Linked DNA regions of Lactuca sativa: region 1 is linked to region 2. A link is a contact called in public Hi-C data. All regions are on one chromosome and are shown on one strand. Each heading gives the region's core, a stretch centred on a gene start, on an enhancer-like site or on the middle of the called end of the contact. The rest is flanking DNA. Distances are from core to core; before and after follow the strand shown.

Region 1 (4,463 bases), core at 765-3,264, 210 kb before region 2:
TTACTTTTTAGTAAATTAATCTTGAGCCTCGAGGCTAGGAAAAAACAATGCAAAGTATGCATATCATTATCTAGAGACCATCCAAAAAGCAAAACTACATCATTTGCATAAAAATTATAAAAAACTCCAAAGCCTCCCTAGCTACATGGACTCCACGAAACACATTAGACATATTTCCTTGATGCAACACTTCATGTAAGCCTTACATAGCTAAAATGAATAAGAAGGGTGCCAACAAATCATCCAATCAGAGACTACATCGAATAGAGAACTCATACGTGGGAGACCTATTTATTAGAAAAATCATCTACTCCTCCAGGTAAAGTGAGAATGCGTGCCTCATATAACTTTTTATTAAGTTCTTTAAATGATTTTTCGTGGACGCCGATCCAAACATACTTCAAGTTCTTTTTGGTAATATTCATTAAGGGGCTTGTAATCTTTGAGAAATTCTCAATGAATGGCAACCTACCAATCCAAGAAAACTTATCAGCTCTATGTGGACTCTTTGGTGATTCTCACTTCATAATAACTTCAATCTTTGATAAATCTACCTTTATTCCATATTTATTTACTACATGACCAAGAAATTGTACCTTTTCTATCCAAAACTCGCATTTTAAGAATTTTGCATACAATCTCTCTTTCTTAAATGTTCCAGGTGCTAGTCTCAAGTGTTATTTATATTATTCCGTCAACTTCGAGTAAATAAGAATATTATCAATGAGTACTATCACAAATTTATCAAGATGTGGCTTACAAACCTTATTTATAAGGTCCATAAAATTTGCGGGCGTGCTAGTTTAGCCAAAAAGTATCACGAAAAACTCGAAATGTCTATATCTAGGTCGGAAGTTCGTCTTATCCACGTCTGCATCTCCTACTATCATCTGGTGATAACCGGATCAAAGATATATCTTTGCGAAATAAATTGCTCCTTGCAATTTATCAAAGATGTCTTTAATCATGGGTAAATAATACGTATTCTTAACGGTCACTTAATTGAGATCACGGTAATTGATACACATTTTCATCGATCTATCTTTCTTCTTACAAACAAGATCAGGGCTCTCCAAGGTGAAGTGTACGGTTACACAAAGCAATTGTCTAACAACTCTTGTAACTGTGTCAACAATTCCTTCAATTTTGTAGGTTCTAAGCAGTACGATGCTTTTGCAATTGGTGCGGTTCTCAATACCAAATTTATGCGAAATTCCACTTGATAATCCGATGGAAGTCCGGGAATATCATTGGGGAAATTCAAGAAAATCCTTGACATTGTCAAAGTCTTTTGTGAGTTTATTCTCTTTGACTGTATCCATAATGTATGCCAATAGACTTGGCATTATTTATTCCAACACTTTCACGCCTTCATTACATTTATGACACTTGTAGCAACTCTTAGTTTGTCTCCTTAAATAGGAAAAAATAAAACGGATCAGAGTAATACTCTAAATCTAACCAATGTAGATAAGAGGTGAAACAGGTCTCCACAATGGAAGTTTAGCGGTTGATGAGTGAAATTTTACACATAAGGGGTAAGGTTCAAGCCTTGACACACCCAAAATATTGTTAGTGTTCCACGATTGACCTCTAATATAAACATTAAGACGAATTGACATGGAGCATTAAAATAATATGATTTACCACTCTCTTTTAAAATGTGAAGCAAAGAACCTCTTAATTTTTTTTATAATCTTCATAGTTGGTCTCTATAATTACTTATTTTACAAAATAACAAAAAAGGTAAAATAGAGGTATTTTGAACATTTTATTGATACTTAACCTCTTACTTCTAATCGAGTTACACAATAAAACCAAATTTGATTTGGATACAATAAAGACAATCCATATAGTATTTGACCAAACGTTATTCTTAAATTAAATCATTATTTAAAAAAAAACCCATAAGTCCCCATCATAAAATTTTGTATTTTTTTAAATAGTTAAATTACTTTTTAGGTGTTGTAAGACAAAATTTTCAAATACTAACCTCTATTTTTAATGATAATGTATCCATATTTCCTTTCCTTTGTACGTTTCCTTTCACGACACGCACGCGGCTACACCCACCGACGCTCTCAGATCCCAAACCAAATCCTCATTAATATATATACTTGTTAAACCGTCGTAATCCCAATTTCAACTCCGATTATATCAAACAAAGGAAGAATCACAACTACAACTGTCACAGATCTGAGCATTTCGATTCAGATCTCCGATCAATGGCTTCCGGTTCTTCCTCCTCTTTCCTCCTCCTCATCCTCGTCGCCTTCATCTCCATCGCCACCGCGGAAATTCGTTTCACCGAGATCCGATCCGACCCCCGACCAATCATCCCCTTCGATGAATTCGGTTTCACTCACAATGGCAGACTCGAACTCAACGTTTCCAAACTATCGTTCTCCACAGCAGACCCTGACCTCTCCAAATTAGGTTTTTTTCTCTGCACGCGTGATTCATGGCTTCAGGTTCTCCAACAGATCGAAGATGCGGAGATAGCGTGTGCGCTTCAATCCAATATTATTAAAGAAGTTTACAATTTGAATTCGATAGCGAAAGATGCGAAAGGTTTTGATCATTATTATCTCCAATCGGATGCCGATCAGTATACTCTTGTGTTTGCTAACTGTCTTCCTCAGCTTAAGATCTCAATGGACGTCCGATCTGCTATGTACAATCTCGATGGCAAGTCCAACACTCGCGATTACCTTTCTGCTGGAATTACCGTTCTCCCAAGGGTTTATTTCTTGTTCTCCCTCATTTACATTACTATGGCAGCAGCTTGGGTTTACTTTCTGTACAAAAAACGTCTTACTGTGTTCGGAATCCATTTCTTTATGCTTGCTGTTGTGGTCCTGAAAGCATTAAACTTGGTATGTGAAGCCGAAGATAAATCCTATATCAAGCGTACTGGTAGCGCCCATGGATGGGATGTTCTGTTCTACATTTTCAGCTTCCTGAAAGGAATCACATTGTTCACATTAATTGTGTTAATTGGAACTGGATGGTCGTTCCTGAAACCCTATCTCCAAGACAAAGAAAAGAAGGTGTTAATGATTGTGATCCCACTTCAAGTCGTCGCCAACATCGCTCAAGTCGTGATCGATGAATCAGGGCCATATGGACAAGATTGGGTGACATGGAAGCAGGTTTTTCTACTAGTCGATGTTGTCTGTTGTTGTGCTGTTCTATTCCCCATTGTTTGGTCAATCAAGAACTTAAGAGAAGCAGCTAGAACAGATGGAAAAGCAGCTGTTAATCTGATGAAATTAACCCTCTTCAGACAATATTATGTTGTGGTTATCTGCTACATTTACTTCACAAGAGTTGTGGTGTATGCATTGGAGACTATCACTTCGTATAAGTATTTGTGGACTAGTGTAGTAGCTGCTGAGTTAGCCACTCTTGCTTTTTACGTTTTCACTGGGTACAATTTCAAACCAGAAGCTCATAATCCTTACTTTGCTGTTGATGATGATGATGAAGAAGCTGCATCAGAGCAATTGAAACTTGAAGATGAATTTGAACTTTGATCTGCCTTTCTTCTTCTTCTTCTTCTTCTTCTTCTTCCAGGTTTGTTTAGGAATGTCGAATACAAATGTTGAAATCTGTTTCTATACTATTACAATTACAACTATTCTTGGTGTATGATGATGTATCTGATACAATGATACAGTTTTGTAAGTAGTCTTTATTTGTCATGTTCTTTGTTCTATTCATAATACATCACTCGTTATTGTTTTGTGTTGTATATGTGTTGAGGTGAATCTTGATTTTGAGAAATAGAGATATGGTCAAAGGGTAATATTGTCTTATTTTTTTTATCGTTATGAAGAGAAGAATAAAAAGAAAGAAAAATATATGGGAATGCTTGTTTTCATCTTCAATGACAATTTCATTTGTTGGAGAACGAAAACTAATCTCATTGGTTAATCAATGTCAATGACACAATCTTATTTTGGTATTAAAAATAGTTTTTATTCAACAAAACTTTGTCGATTTAGTGTATGAAAAAGAGGTAACAAAGTTGTTTACAAATTATGAACGTACAAATATAAAATGACTAAAAAGTATACATGAAGAACAGTTGGTTTACCCTAAGTCATCAACCATAAAAAAAAATTTCAAAAATTTAATAAGAGGTTTAGTATTTGATAGATAAATTTCAACTTTTGAAAGCTAAAATGGTTTCGATCCAAGAACTAATTACTATATTTTTATATTTGAAAAAAGTGTTTTTCTACTAGGTATTTGAAGTATAAATTCTTTAAATCATTAGACAAAGATTTCGATCACATATAGTCCGGTCGGAAAAGTGAATTTTTAAAACATGATTTACCTGAATTTAAGAAGAGTGTTTTAGTATTAGTCGATTATCCCTAAAAACAATAAAATTTAGGAATTTACACGTTTGCTTAATAAAATAAGAACAATGTTATAACTTAGATCATTTGACAAGG
Region 2 (3,882 bases), core at 1,082-3,581:
ATACGTTGCAAGTACCAGGGTGGTACGCTCCGCGTACGCATCACAGATGGGCTTGGATCTTTTTTGGGCCTTTGAACTGTTGGGCCTCATTTGGTTATTGGACTTGTTTACATTCTTAGAATAATGGGCCATTTTATCTGTTTTGGGCCATTGGTGTTATGGTAGGGCTTTATTGGGCCAAGAGGCCCATTAATGATTATGGATATGGACTTTGGGCCCATTAACAAAGAAAGGATATTTGGGCCTTTTTGGAGGGACTTGGGGTTTGGGTTTTCATTTGATTAAGTGAAGTCCTAACATTGATTAATATTATTATTCAGCAGAGGAGGTTACGGACTGTTAGGAAAGCAGCTTTCGCATTCAGCAGATATGTAGTGTACTAGCTGGAATGGTATTATTTGGCATGATAGTTGATATGAGCTAGGAAGTATGCTAGTAGTATATGTGGTATGTTTATATAGAAGACCATGGGAGAGCCCATAACACTTAGATGTAAGACCATGTGGAGAGCCCATGGCTTTCCTATCAAAGGCCATGGGAGAGCCCATGTCACTTGGATGTAAGACCATGTGGAGTGCCCATGGCTTTCCTATTAAAGACCATGGGAGAGCCCATAACACTTAGGTGTAAGACTATGTGGGGAGCCCATGGCATCCTGGAGTAAGACCCTGGGGACGAGTCCACAGTATCCCTATCTGTGGTATGCATGGCTTATGTGATATGTATAGTTGTTTTAGCTAGTATGATATGTTGTATATGGCTTGTGTGTGGGTATGCTCTGGGGAACTTACTAAGCTTTCAGCTTACCGTTTGTGGATTTGTTTCAGGCACATCTGAGCCCAAGGGCAAGGGCAATGCGTGATGGCGTGGTGTGCACACTCTCTTTCACACACACACACACACACACACTCTCTCTCTGACTGATATGTTATGGGACACTGATGTTTTTAAATAAAGTTGTATTGAATGTGGATTTGAAAAAAATTGTTTTGGGATTTCATGGTTTATGCAAATATGTTTGACTAATTAAAAATGAAAATTTTCTTTTAAAAATTTGGGTCGTCACAGAGTCTCCGGTAATAGCCTGCTAAACCGAGGAAACTTCGAATCTCAGATGGAGACTTCAGAACCTCCCATCTCATCACGACCTCCACTTTGGCCGGGTCGACCAAAATACCGTTCTGGCTGACAAGGTTCCACAGAAACTGTACCTCGCGTAACTAGAACTCACATTTGGAGAACTTGGCGTACAAGCTCTCTTTCCTCAGAGTATCCAACATTTCTCATAAGTGCTCATCGTGCTGCTCCTGCGTCTTGGAGTAAACCAAGATGTCATCGATGAAGACTGTCACAGACAGATCTAACATCGGTCTGCACACGCGGTTCATAAGGTCCATGAATGCGACATGAGCATTGGTGAGCCTAAAGGGAATCACCACGAACTCGCAATGACCATAGTGAGTCCAAAAAGCAGTCTTCTGTATATCCTCGTCTCTGACCCCCATCTGATGGTAGCCTGAACGCAAATCGATCTTGGAAAACCAAGATGCTCCTTGAAGCTGGTCGAAGAGATCGTCAATCCTCGGGTGTGGGTAACGGTTCTTCACCATCACCTTATTCAACTCCCGGTAATCTATGCACATCAGATGTGACCCATCATTCTTCTTCACAAATAAGATCAGGGCTCCCCAGGGTGAACTGCTCGGCCTGATAAATCCCTTGTCTAACAGCTCCTACAGCTGTGTAGAAAACTCTGCATCTCGGGAGGAGCCAACCGATATGGTGCATTGGTTATCAGAGCCGCACTTGGAACTATGTCGATCCTGAACTCCACCTGTCTCTCCGGAGTATTCCATGCAAATCCTATGGGAAAACATCCGGATACTCCCGCACCACTGACACATCATTGACGACCGCCTTACCCTTCTCCCGGGTATCCATAACATAAGCGACATAACCTGCGCATCTCTGCTAGAGGTAGCGTCTAGCTATCGCTGCTGAACACATAATCGGCCCACGTTGCGGCCTCTCGTCCTGAATCAGCAACTATTCCCCACCTGGGGTCCTGACACGTATCACTTGGGGTGAGACATGTATTGTAGAAGGGATAGTGAGGACGGTGGGGGTGGGTGGCTGGTGTTAATTTTTATTTTTTTGTTTTTTAATATTAAAGTAATATTACAATTAAAAAAAATAAAAATAAATAAATTATAAAGGCATAAAAAATAATTTCAGATCTATAATGACAAAAATCAATAAAAGGATCTAAATTTGAATCACTAATATACTAGTAAACATTTTTTTAAGCAAAATTATATAATAATAGCAAATTACAAAATGAGATAGGAGAGACACTAGACTCTAGAGAACATATGTGTAAAAAGAGTATAGACACCCATCCATTGAGATTCGCCACGAAACTAACACGGGTGACCTTGTTAGTTGTTATAGAGTTTGACACACCCAAATGTTACAAGCATTAAAACCAAGCTTTATCTGCACATCGTTTTGGCCCATGCGCAGCTATCTCTTTTATTTTTAAATAAAAAAGATCAATGAAATCATCATAACTACGTTCTTATCTTATTTCATGGAAGAGGACGATTGAGATCGGTATCGATACACGTTTCCATTGAAAAGGGTAACAAATTAAGAAAGAGACAGAAGGAAGAGGGGACCAAATTTTGGACTTTCTGTTTGTTGCTTTCTTCCATGGGCGAATGTTGGAACCATAGGAAGCAACTAAATTCTCTCTTCTATAAACCCTTTTGATTTCTTCGGGACGACAGACAAACCCCATCGGAATCTGGGTTTTGTATTTTCTTGAAAAATGAGGAATGATAGTAATAGAACCAGTGGCGCCGCCGGTGGCGGTGGCGGTGGTGGTGGTGGTGGTGGTTGTGGCGGTGCGGTGTCGCCATTAGAGTGTGATGTTGGGTTGGGTTTGAACAGCGAACCGTCTTATCCTTGTAAAAAGATGAGCTTGATAAACATAAACCAGTATCGTCATCACGATTTTGGTGGTGTTTATGGTAACAATGGCAGCCAACAGTTCGTCCACCAGGGTAATCCCACTAACCAACTTGCATCTGGGATTTCTTTCAAATCGATTACAGGTTCTTAAATTAAAAAACTTTTTCTTGATATTGCTTGTGAATTTGTGATATCCTTTACATTGCATACACTTTGTTACAGATGGAGTTGTCGGAGCTTCTGGGAAAGTGCTTTTTACAGCGACACAGTGGCAAGAGCTCGAGAGGCAGACACTAATCTACAAGTACATAATGGCTTCCATTCCTATTCCTCCGCAGCTCCTCCTACCTTCATCCACTCAGTCCAACAGTACATTTTCTTTCTTTCTCTTACATAATAGTAACTCATTCCTTATGCACTCCAACTGTTTGTTTAAATGCTCAGAATAAAAAAAAAAGTTAAAAACTACGATTTGGGATTATTAATAGGGACGAGTACGGGAATAAGATTCTCAAACGGGTCGGATCCAGAGCCATGGAGGTGTAGAAGAACAGATGGAAAAAAATGGAGGTGTGCAAAGGATGTGGGTCCCAACCAGAAGTACTGCGAACGCCATGCCCACAAGACCAGATCACGTTCAAGAAAGCCTGTGGATACAACTCATAATCCCACTGCAACTTCATCAAATCAGCAAACCAGGTGAGTTTTATACTTTAATTACAAGTATAAAATAAAATAATATGAAATGGGTTTTCTCTTGTTTGTTTTGATTTTGGTGTACATTTTATGAAGGTGTCATGAATGGTTTATAAAGAGTAGTGAGACACCCTTGTCTCAATCTAAAATGGATGATTGTTCACTTAGTTTATCAATGCAATCTAGTGGGAATGTGAATGGAAATGGAGTTGA

What was found. A called contact is a pair of places that touch in the nucleus more often than the background predicts.
Region 1: a Hi-C map of leaf shows a contact between it and region 2, with 4 times the contacts expected there. The contact joins the promoter of LOC111890499 here to the promoter of LOC111890528 in region 2. A contact is called at or near these places in 2 of 4 Hi-C or Micro-C datasets (both in leaf).

Annotation. Positions count from the first base shown.
Region 1 is chr6:145,978,986-145,983,448 of Lsat_Salinas_v11, reverse strand. It overlaps LOC111890499 (protein CANDIDATE G-PROTEIN COUPLED RECEPTOR 7), which reads left to right and starts at 2,014. Exons shown (of 1, transcript XM_023886606.3): 1 at 2,014-3,754. The coding sequence starts at 2,226. The coding sequence ends at 3,536.
Region 2 is chr6:145,765,704-145,769,585 of Lsat_Salinas_v11, reverse strand. LOC111890528 (growth-regulating factor 11) reads left to right here and starts at 2,331. Exons shown (of 4, transcript XM_023886633.3): 1 at 2,331-3,065; 2 at 3,196-3,342; 3 at 3,462-3,672; 4 at 3,766-3,882. The coding sequence starts at 2,831.